Regions from separate parts of the Zea mays genome. Here regions 1, 2 and 3 are each linked to region 4. Evidence: chromatin contacts called from public Hi-C data. All regions are on one chromosome and are shown on one strand. The core of a region is the stretch at or near the end of the contact, and the rest is flanking DNA. Distances in the headings are between cores, read along the strand shown.

Region 1 (2,700 bases), core at 95-2,594, 290 kb after region 4:
TCACTACATCATGAACTATAGCATGTCTTTCTTTAGAATACTTTCCATATCTCTAGTTGTAGTTTTCCTGGAAACATTGCAATGTCTAGGATTATGGGCAGTTTTAATATAGTCATCAAATGCATCACAATCAGCAAAGCATAATGGAAGGTCCAACCTAGCAATCAAACGACATAACTGAACACGAGCAACTTCAGCACTATACTCCCAACGAAAAACACTACCATCAACATTATATCTAAGTATGGATTGGTTCCCAGTACGTCCATGGAGCCGTTTGCATTTTTTCCTATGCCGAGCCAAATGGCTAGTGTCAATGGTAGAACAAGCAGCAAGTTCTTTCTTGTGGAAAATCTTACCTCCACACCATTTTCAGTGGTGAAAATCTTATCTCCACACCATTTTCAGTGGTGAAAATCATATTCGTGTCCTCCCAGACATCGGATGTGCATTTTCTCTTCCTACCTGTGCTTGTCGTAGTGGAGGCAGTCACAGTAGTTCTAGTCCCGTAGTCGTTAGGTCTAGCCGCGCATAAGAGATTTAGGAGCTCTTCTTCCCTTGCTCGCCCGCTTGTAACCCCTACTTTGAGCATTGAGCAACATATGTGTCGGTAGCGCGAGCCACCGAAGAATGGATGTAGGGACATTCTGCCTACTCGTATAAACCTCGGGCCCACTGAGCACATCACCTGGAACCTAAAACACGCACAAACAAATTTACTTGTCGGAGTTAAGTTCGAAACATCGACAAATATATTGTCGGAACAAAGGTATGTTATCTTTAATTGTGGTGTCGTGTTTTAGTCCCCTTTAGAAACCAAAGGTGACCACTGACCAACATCAGTCATGTATTTTTTAAAAGAACCCTTACACCGTGAATCAGCTTTTAAAACAACCATTCCATCTCTCTTGGTACCTTCAACAGCACGTTGGTTTACACGTTTTACACCAAGTACTTGATTTGCATACGATACGTTCCTAACTTTTAGAAGAAAAAAAAGTTGTACAAAAATATGACAGTGAGACAGCAAACCCAGCCGGCCCTGGCCTGACGAGTACGATGCTAGCTGACATGGGTGTGTGACCTGCCAACACAAAGCTTGCACGTAGCCGGGCTCCTTCTGAGCCGTCCATGCTTGCACGGACCACATGCAACACGATCCCTCGTTCGTATCGTATCCCTGGCCCCTGGGCTCTGGCCTGATGATCCAACAGCAGTACAGCACAGCACTCCAACGCCAAGGAGAGTCGCACGCGCCACACGAGAGGAGACGATGACCTGTGGCCCCTCGCAGCAGTGGCAAACAAGGGGTGAATAGGCCGTAGCCCGTGGGGATTGCAGCCGATTTCGTGTCCCTGCAGCCACGGCCACCGCCCAATCTCCACTTCTTTATCTTCTCCGAGGTGAGAGAGCCCAGGCGATCCAATTCCACCCTCGTTCTCAGGCACTGTCACACAGACACAGCTGACCTGCCACTGCCAGGAAAGTAGGTCGAGGATGCCCCGCAGCGGCTTCTCGGGGTCCTTCAGGTCGCCCAAGATCGACGTCGTCATCGACATGGGAAACCCCTTCCTCAACCGCACCGTCGACGGCTTCCTCAAGATCGGCGCCGTCGGCGCCTGCAAGGTGGCTGCCGAGGAGACCTTCGAGTGCCTCCACAGGGGTGCGTTCGTCCGTCCGCCCGCCCGCCTCTTCCCCGTCCCCTTCATTCGTATTCAGTTTCAGTCATGCTGCTGCATTCAGGAACCCTTACTAGACGGGGGGAAAAGTTTCGATTTTGCCGTACTCACGTGCATGTCTCTCCAGAGAATGATACTGCCCAAAATCGTCTGGTCTCCGCAGTCTCTCCGCCTCTGCAAGTGAATCCAGCGAGCGAAACAAGGGGCGCAGGCCTGAATATCTCACGTTCAGTCTCTATTGAGTGTCTGCACACTTCTGTAGCCTGCATTTTACATCCAGTCATGATTGAAATGGCGAGAAAATAAAACCTGGTTTTGTTACTGAAGACTCACTACATATGTACAACCCTAGTACTAGTAGGTGCGGTAAGGCTGAGTCCAGTGCACAGCCTCCCTCTCGCCCCTGCCACGTCAGCTCTCGCCTCCACTCTCGCCTCTGCTGCTCCAGTGCACAGGCTGCAGCAGGCTACAGCCTCAGGCTATAGCCACATCAGCTTTTCTATTTCAGAATTAAGTAATTCACGCGGATTTATTTCAACGCTCAGAAAACACACAACATAATATTGTGTTCATGTCCATTAACCATGAAGTTCACTATGGGTGCTTGACCTTGAAGGACATCCTTGAATAATGGCGACTGATTGAGTACGTTAATGTCATTGTTGGACCCGGCCACCCCAAAAAAAGCATGCCAGATCCACCGATCATACGATGCAACAGCTTCTAAGATGATGGTGGGATGTTTGATATCCCCCCTTGTGAATTGACCGGCATGGGCGACCGGACAATTCCTCCACTGCCAATGCATACAATCGATACTTCCTAGCATGCCTGGAAAGCCACGCTCTTCTGCTTTTGCTAGTAGACGCTGAATATCCGCGACATTTGGTCGACGACAGAACTCCTCCTCATAACAATGAATGATACCCTCACAAAACTTCTCTAGACACTCTAATGCAGTTGATATCAAACATCCCACCATCATCTTAGAATGCATTGACGACGCTTGATGTAGCCGATC
Region 2 (2,700 bases), core at 150-2,649, 330 kb after region 4:
ATTACACTGTTTACTCCCTCCGTTCCACAATAGAAGTCATATAAGACTTTTAACAAATTCGTTCAATAATTAATATGTATGTTTTGTATATGTGTCTAGATTTAATATTATTTATTTTTAATATAGACATAAAAAGACCTACTAAAACGATTACTAATTTGCTATAGAGGGAGTATTAACGAACGCCGGCCGCGTCCATGATCACTGATCTGATGTCGGTCCGATCTTTTATGCAATCTAATCGTCGCCCGACGACGTGGAAAGATTCTGATTCGGCAACCTGCATACGACAGTGACGGCACTGGCAGAGAATGGCGCAGTAAACTTCTACGAGAGCATGGCATCGATCCATGGCACTATGGCATTCTTCTTCTAGCAGCAGGTGCTGCAACCTCTCGTCTCTCTGCTGGGTGACCATCACCAGTAGGAACAGAGAGCACAGATGCAGAGTTTTTGGCCATGGTACCGGTTTAACATACATATATTATGACATATATCTGAAGCCTACCTCTGAATTCTTAGACGGGCTCCAACAAGGGTGCTCTATCCTAAATTTAGAGGATCAAACAGTCATATACGCTTTTCAGCAATGTCTTCTAAACAGTCATCTAAATTTAAAAGACGTTGTTGGATTCTCTATATATAGAGTTTCCCTAAACGGTCCTCTATCCATTTGAATACTTTAAATAACCGGTTTAGCAAAACTAAAATATATATAATACATCTGAGAGTATGACAAATACATATGTACAAAAAATAAAAATAAAAAATATCTTTAATATAGGTATTTGAATATAGATAACGTGATTTAGAGAATGTTGTATATGAAGGATATATAGAGAATAAAATCTTTTAAAGCATACTGTAAAAAATGAATATCGAAGATAGATATAGAGGACATTGATGGAGACAACCTTAGTCCTAGATAGGATAGTGGATTGTGCACACCCAAACCGATAAAATATGTGATGGAAACCACCTACTAGGCTACTAGAGATGCAAACATGAAACTAGTTTTTTTTGTTAAAAAGAACTTCCGTAACTTGATTTTTTTTTAAAAATGACTAGTTAATTAGAGTGAAAATACTGCAGCAAGATTCTCTTTTCCCCCTTGCTCCTACGGTCCTACCTCTGGCTCTGCCTCCAAAAAAAAACCAAAAAGATCAGGGAAAGAGAGGCTCGTGTCTCTCTACTCTATCCGTATTCCTGCTCCCAAAGCAGAGCAGGTCGGGCCGTGGGGGGTGGTCCCTGGCTCGCCCGCCCGCATCCATTCTTTCCGGCCACCGGCTGCCGTGCGCCGTTCACTCCACTCCGATTCGTCACCCCCGCCTATTTATACCCCTCTCCCCACCCTGCCATCCTCTCATCACAAGCAAAAGCAACAAGGCAGCAGCACAAGCAAGAACCACACCTCCTCCCTTCGCCTGTGATCATGTCGTCTTGCTGCGGCGGCAAGTGCGGGTGCGGCTCCAGCTGCTCCTGCGGCAGCGGATGCAACGGGTAATAATAGATAATCTCACATCGTGTTAATTGAGTAGAGACGCTCGAGTATGTAGACGACGCATGATGGTGTTGGTGTGTGTGCGGCGTCTGAACGTGTACATGTGATTATATGAGTGATCCATCCGGTCATATGCATGCAGCTGCGGTATGTACCCTGACGTGGAGACCGCCGCCACCAGCAGCGTCAAGACCACGGTCCTCGCCGCGCCGACCACCAAGGCCAGCGCCGGCGGCTTCGAGGCGGCCACCGAGGGCGGCGGCTGCGACTGCAACACCTGCAAGTGCGGCACCAGCTGCGGCTGCTCCTGCTGCAGCTGCAACTGAGCTGGCCCGGCCCGGCGATGGCGCACGAGAGTCGAGAGGAGGAGGACGACGACGAGGCGTATAAATATAATAGCGGCGTCCAGTAAATAAGATCCTGTCAACTGCACCCGCCATTATCCATGGTCGCTCGCTCCTCGCCTGCGTCTCCTGGTCCTGGGGTTCGTCTGAACGTCCTCGCGGCTTCACGACGGCGATGCCGCCTCCGTCGATCCTGTCCGTCTCGTGCCGGATTTAATATTAGATCTATATGCGTGTTTTTCTGCGTTATTACTACATCTACATGTGTCTGTCTGTGGTGTGTCTCTCTGACGGCCCCATGCGTCAGCGTCACTGCTTGCTTCAGTTCTGCATCTCACTCTGTTGAGGTGAAAAACTGATAACATCTTTGCAGTGCTAGAAAACCTGAGAACCTCATGATATCTAAGTAACTGAGCCAAGAGAGAGAGAGAGAGAGAGAGTATCTAAGTACCTTGATCCACTTGGACAGCACAGTTAGACTCTGAAACGATCGTTGCATAATGCAGAGTACCCTGAAATTCGAAGCATCGACATGACCAGCTACAGTTCCGGCTACTGTTATGGGTTTTTCTCTTCGCCCCTTTAGATAACAGAATATCGATATCTTTATAAAGGAAATAATGGAATAGTAATGGGCAATGCTACGGCAATTTCCCTACTAGAACGCAATTTCTTAAATAAATTTGAACAGTTATTTTTTTTAGTTTTTAAATTGATTATTTCATTAACCTACAAAATAAAAAAAAACACAGCAAAGCCCTGTAGTGATATCTAACTAGCCCAAAAAGAACAAATGTATGAGTATCTTAATGTGCTTGGAAATATTTTTCGGCGAGAGAGAGAGTGAGAGAGCTC
Region 3 (2,700 bases), core at 175-2,674, 400 kb before region 4:
GGACGTCGCGGCGGCCAAAAGAGCCAAATCGGGGCCGACGGAGCTGCGCGATGCGACGACGGGAGAATGAAGTGAGAGGCAAAGGGTGGAGGCGAGGCTGGTCGGGCTGATGGAGGAGAAGGCGAGCGGGGCGATGGGATCCTGAGGGAGGCGAGCAACGTCGGAGGAAGAAGTAGCACGAGATGGAGGAGGGATCGAGAACACGGCACCAATCGTAACTCACAAGGAAGAGCCCTCGTCCGCGTTTACAGCTGGATTGGAGTAGGCACGAAGGCGTGGTCTTCGGCAGTGGTGCATGCGGCGGTCAGCGGAGAGGGCGCGGTAGCGGGGAGGAGGCATCGTGGTGGCCCCGGCCTGGCTACGCGGCCGCAGAGGAGGTGGAGAGCGGTGGCACACGTTTGTGGAGGCTGTGCTCATTCGATGAGAGGCGCGTGGGAACCGGCAGAGGGGACGACGCGCTACCAGCAGAGACGCGTCGGGGACGTCAGAGCTGCGTGCTATGGCGACGGGGAGGAGGGAGGGAGAGGTAGAGGGAGGAGGCGAGGCTTATCGGGCCAGTGACGGTGGAGGCGGTGGGATTGGAGAGGAATTTCACGGGATTGGAGAGGGATTTGGGGTCCGTGCCTAGGCGCCCACAACTGCATTGGACAAGGATTTCAGTTTCGGCTGTATACAACCACGCGTCGCGTACGCAATGGGCAGAAGCCCGCCGAGCGCGGAGAGCGCTTGAAACCACGTCAGTTTTTAATATCTCTGATTTAAAAATGTTTGCTAGTTATTTTTGAACTAAATCACGATAAATAAAAAAGAACGGAAAGAGTACAATAAAATGTCTAGGACATAGATGTTTGAGCTTATGGTCGATCCAAGAGACCCAGCAGTCACAATTATATGGGCGAAATTCAACATTCGTGGAGCTTGCAGCCCAACTAGCCATACCGTAGTTTCACCACGTCTCTTTCGATCGAGAATGTACTGGACTACTGGCCCATGCTAAGAGTGGAGTACGTAGCAGATGTGCGTGTTCCGTGCAGCCATTAATTACGAGATTGGAAAAAATACATGTTTGTTTGTTTCCTTGAAGTACTCCTGATCGGCGAGTACAGTGCTAGTATATATAGAACGGATTGCAGAGCAGTGTAGTTCGACGCGTTGAACGGACGGAGGGGAAAGGAAGAGGACCGTGGGGCGGAGGGTCAAAGCAGCTCAGGCACACGGTGACATGACACCAGCGTGTGTTGTGTTGTTGTGTGTGCCTGCCTTTTCCAGGGAAGGACAAGGAAGGAAGCTCGTCTCGTCCTGTCAACGCGGCGCCTTCTCGTCTCAACTACCATCGCCTTGCCTTTTTTTTTTCTTCCTTTGGCCCGGTCCGCCGGTTAAAAACATCTGCTTTCCTCCACAACACCACCACCACCACCGACACCGAGCAATCAATCAGAGCGGGCGGGGAGGAGAATACAAGGCCCCTTCGTCTCGCCTCCCACCACCAACCCTTCCTCCGCCTCCGCCGCCGCCGCCTGGAGCTGAAAGTATCCCAGATCTGAGCCCGCCTTCCGATGGCGATGCCTTCCTCCCCTTCCCCCACACGCCTTCCAACGGCCTCCTCCTCCTACTGGTGCTACCAGTGCGACCGCTTCGTGCGCGCCGCCTCCCCGCTCTCCTCCCCCGCCTGCCCCTCCTGCGGCGGCGGCTTCCTCGAGGAGATGAGCGCGCCGCCGCCACGACCGGCCTACCTCCGCCGCCCCCGCGCGCACCACGCCGCCGACTCCCGCGCGGCCTCGCCCTTCAACCCCGTCATCGTGCTCCGTCGCTCCCCGCCCGCCGCCGCCAGCTTCGAGCTCCTGTACGACGACGGCGCGGGGTCGGGCCTCCGCCCGCTCCCGGAGACCATGTCCGACTTCCTCATGGGCTCGGGCTTCCAGCGCCTGCTGGACCAGCTGGCGCAGATCGAGGCCGCCGGCGGGCTGGCGGCCGGCGCCCGCGACGCCCCGCCGCCGGCGTCCAAGGCCGCCGTCCAGGCCATGCCCGTTGTCTCCGTCGCCGCCGCCGACGCGCACTGCGCCGTCTGCAAGGAGGCCTTCCACCTGGGCGCCGAGGCCAGGGAAATGCCCTGCGCCCACATCTACCACGCCGACTGCATCCTCCCATGGCTCGCGCTCCGCAACTCCTGCCCCGTCTGCCGCCACCAGATGCCCACCGACGCCATCCCCCTTGAGCAGGAGGAGGAGGCCACGGTCGGGCTCACCATCTGGAGGCTCCCCGGCGGTGGGTTCGCGGTCGGTAGATTCGCCGGCGGGCGGACGCCCGAGGAGCGGGAGCTCCCCGTCGTGTACACGGAGATGGACGGCGCCGGGTTCAACAGCGGCCGCGCGCCCAGGCGGGTCTCGTGGGGGTCCAGGCAGGCCGCGTCCACGAACAGGGGCACCGTCCGCCGCTTCCTCCGCAACGTCTTCGCCTGCTTCGGGCGCGGCCACGCCTCGTCCTCCTCGCGCTCCCACGCCGTGCCTGAGCTCAACAACGACGCGTTCAGCCATGGCTCCAGGAGCCGGAGCACCAGCTGGAGGCTCGAGGACGGGCATGCCGACGCCACGGTGCAGAGTTGACGGACGAACCAACTCCTGCTGCCTGCCTCCCTGTCTCTAGTACAGCACGCTGCAAGAAGCGAATCTTGTTGCTTTTGTTTCATAATTCATTCGTCTT
Region 4 (2,700 bases), core at 92-2,591:
CAAGCAGCACGTTGTGTGCTTAGCATTCATCTAAAACTTAGCAGAAAATCATCCAAATTGTTCTACTCTGCAAGCCTTTTCCTGTTTGCTAAGGCCACCTTAGGGCTTGTTCGGTTAGCTCTCAATCCATATGGATTGAGTGGGATTGGATGGGTTTGAATCCCAAACAAGTCAAACTTCTTAAGAATTTTTTCCAATCCCATCCAATCCATGTGTATTGGGAATAACCGAACAAGGCCTTAAAGTATTGTACACTCAGTCCCAACCAAGACTCATTATAGAAAACCATGTATTTACATTATGGCCCGAAGATAGTCTAGACTCTAGAGCACGATAGGATACACTCATCAAAGAAGACCCGCCAAAACTGTATCGTTGAAGTAAGCAGCTACATATTGACACAATTGTGACCCAGTAGTACCATTGAGCAGGAATTAGGATTTTGGGTGTTGACAAAAGAAAAGGCAAAGTAAATGCACTGTTTTACAGAGGTAGTAACTGGAAAATTCAGCTAGTGTGCAGCTAATCAGACCACTAACTAGCTAATCGGAGTATCAGACCCCAAACTCACAAGTAAACACAAGGGTCTAACAACAGATCTGACCGCTCGTAGCAGTTGTGAAATTGTCCCTGTCTCCCTGACTCCCTTAGCCAACCAACAAAATTGAGAAACCGGCCAGTCTCATGGATTCCAATCGCACAAGCGCTATCAATTTAACAGTGACCACGCCATGACGCAACGTCCCTGAGCAGCCGTAAACTCGATCTGGTATCTATCTTGTAACAAATTACAAAGGGTACGCATGTATATGTACACCGTATAAGAAAGAGCTCGATCTCGCTTATGCGCGCGAAGGGGGAGCTACAGATCTACAAGGCAAGGCCGAGGGAGGACGAGAAGATGGGAGGGACGGAGGGTTAGGGGGAGGTAGGAACTGACAGTGCGATCCAGACGGCGCCGACGAGGGGGACGGCTCCCCAGAGCAGGCCGCATATGAGCCCCACCGCCTGGCGGATCCAGTGCACCGCGTCCAGCAGTTGGTCCTGCAAGAGCCAGGCCGAGACGGGAGCGTCAGCACAGGAGCAGTTACCCGGCGCCGCGCGCGCGCAAGAGGAGGGGCGGGCGGGGCGTACCTTGTCCAAGGAGGCCTCCGGGTCGAGGTACCGGGCGAGCTTGGAGGACAGCGCGTGGCCGCCGCCGCCGTTTGATTGCTGCGCCTGCTTCTGCTTCGCCAACGACCTGGCCTTGGCCATCCCTCGCCGTCGCTGTCGCTCGCTGCCTGCGGGTGGGGGAGCAAAGGCAGATGGAGCGGCGGCGGGATCCCGAGGCGAGGCGGGGGCGTTGGGAGATGGGATCGAGGAAGGTCGCGGCGGCGCACGTGGGGGAAAAAGAAAGAATCGAAATCGAGGCAAAACTCAGAAGCCACCACGCTTAAGTGGTCACCGCCATACATCTCAATTTTTTAACCCGCTTTTATAAGAGTGGCTTTAGTAAAACCATATAATTAGTCGAGTCGTCATCTCTACAACTATTAAGAGCATAGTGTAGACCATTTTCGTGGCTCCGCCTCCCCCCCCCACCCCCGGCATGCCCGCGCCCGTCCCCGCGAATGTCGCCCCTCCACCCACCCCGCGATGCAATCCCCAAGCCATCAGCGATCCCTCCGCCGAGCAGGAGAATCCCCTCCAGTCCTCCACCGCTCTCAGCGCTCGCCCACGCAGATCTCGCTCTCAGCGCTCGCCCACGCAGGGTCAAGACGGCCATCGACGTGTACCTAGAGGACGCGGTCGTGCCGGCGCTGGCGAGGAAGTGGGCCGGCAAGACGACCGGCGAGCTCGCGTTCGACGCCGCCTTCTTCCGCGACGTCGTCACGGGTGAACTCACAAAGAGATTCTTCTCGCCACCACCAACCCTAGCCCTTCAACCTGCGCATAGGAAACATCGCTCACCTCGCCACGGAGGGCAGCAGTGGCAGGGAGGAAGGGTACGGCTCTAATGCCGCACATTGCTGAGTTCTTGAGGTGCGCTTCATTGAGGACTTGTTCATTTTTGTTGGTCATGTATTCCATTTTACTGCTCTGCCATTTTGTGGAATAAAGGGAGGAATGTTTTCACTAGAAGAGTTCATCAATCTTATGTTGGTTTCTTCGATCAGTTTTGCTCTATGGCTAAATGGTCGAATTGAGCCTGTTTCATTATAAAGTTAGCGAGCGAATAATTGTTCAGCCTCTTCCTAGAACTCATTACCAGTAGAACCAGTTACTAACTGCTTTTCTTTTTCTTGGATTAGAATGGCTAGGGCTATCTCTCACCACGCGCTAGCATTTTCGCAATCCCACTGGTGCAGTGCGAAGAACTCTAGATTCAGAAAGAGGATGGACAATGCTCGCCTGGTTTATCTAAAAGGAAGATGTGGTTTAGGCAGCAGAAAACTGGGTTTGATGTGGAGCTTTTTGGAACTGAGCTCTTCTTCTCCATTCCCATCCCTTTCTCTGACGATGACATTGAGTTGGCTGGGCGCTTTGGAATGTGCGGCTGTTGAGCTCTCTCTAGCGTGCATTAGGTCTTGGCAGGGTTCTGTTTTTGACGGCTCTCTCCAGCTTGCATCAGCTCTCTGCAGCTCATTTCAGTTTTGACGACTCCTCCAGCCAGGAGTAGCTGCCTGGGACCGAGACGGAGCGCTGCCGGGAGTCTCCATT

Evidence for each region. Hi-C and Micro-C count contacts between places; a contact is called where the count stands out from the background.
Region 1: a contact with region 4 is called in a Hi-C map of ear, with 2.0 times the contacts expected there. The contact joins the promoter of LOC100278827 here to the promoter of LOC100282927 in region 4. A contact is called at or near these places in 2 of 25 Hi-C or Micro-C datasets (ear and tassel).
Region 2: a Hi-C map of tassel shows a contact between it and region 4, with 4 times the contacts expected there. The contact joins the promoter of LOC100282059 here to the promoter of LOC100282927 in region 4. A contact is called at or near these places in 2 of 25 Hi-C or Micro-C datasets (ear and tassel).
Region 3: a contact with region 4 is called in a Hi-C map of endosperm, with 2.4 times the contacts expected there. The contact joins the promoter of LOC107546767 here to the promoter of LOC100282927 in region 4. A contact is called at or near these places in 5 of 25 Hi-C or Micro-C datasets (ear, endosperm, leaf and 1 more).

The regions. Positions count from the first base shown.
Region 1 is chr6:46,146,953-46,149,652 of Zm-B73-REFERENCE-NAM-5.0, reverse strand. It overlaps LOC100278827, which reads left to right and starts at 1,344. Exons shown (of 5, transcript NM_001158493.2): 1 at 1,344-1,663. The coding sequence starts at 1,498.
Region 2 is chr6:46,099,305-46,102,004 of Zm-B73-REFERENCE-NAM-5.0, reverse strand. LOC100282059 reads left to right here and starts at 1,399. Exons shown (of 2, transcript NM_001154972.2): 1 at 1,399-1,500; 2 at 1,644-2,099. The coding sequence starts at 1,433. The coding sequence ends at 1,827. LOC103629248 (a long non-coding RNA gene) reads left to right here. Exons shown (of 2, transcript XR_554248.4): 2 at 1-88.
Region 3 is chr6:46,829,234-46,831,933 of Zm-B73-REFERENCE-NAM-5.0, reverse strand. LOC107546767 (Putative RING zinc finger domain superfamily protein) reads left to right here and starts at 1,424. Exons shown (of 1, transcript NM_001322846.1): 1 at 1,424-2,700. The coding sequence starts at 1,557. The coding sequence ends at 2,603.
Region 4 is chr6:46,434,047-46,436,746 of Zm-B73-REFERENCE-NAM-5.0, reverse strand. It overlaps LOC100282927 (RAB5-interacting protein), which reads right to left and starts at 1,341. Exons shown (of 4, transcript NM_001291635.1): 1 at 1,135-1,341; 2 at 941-1,044. The coding sequence starts at 1,254.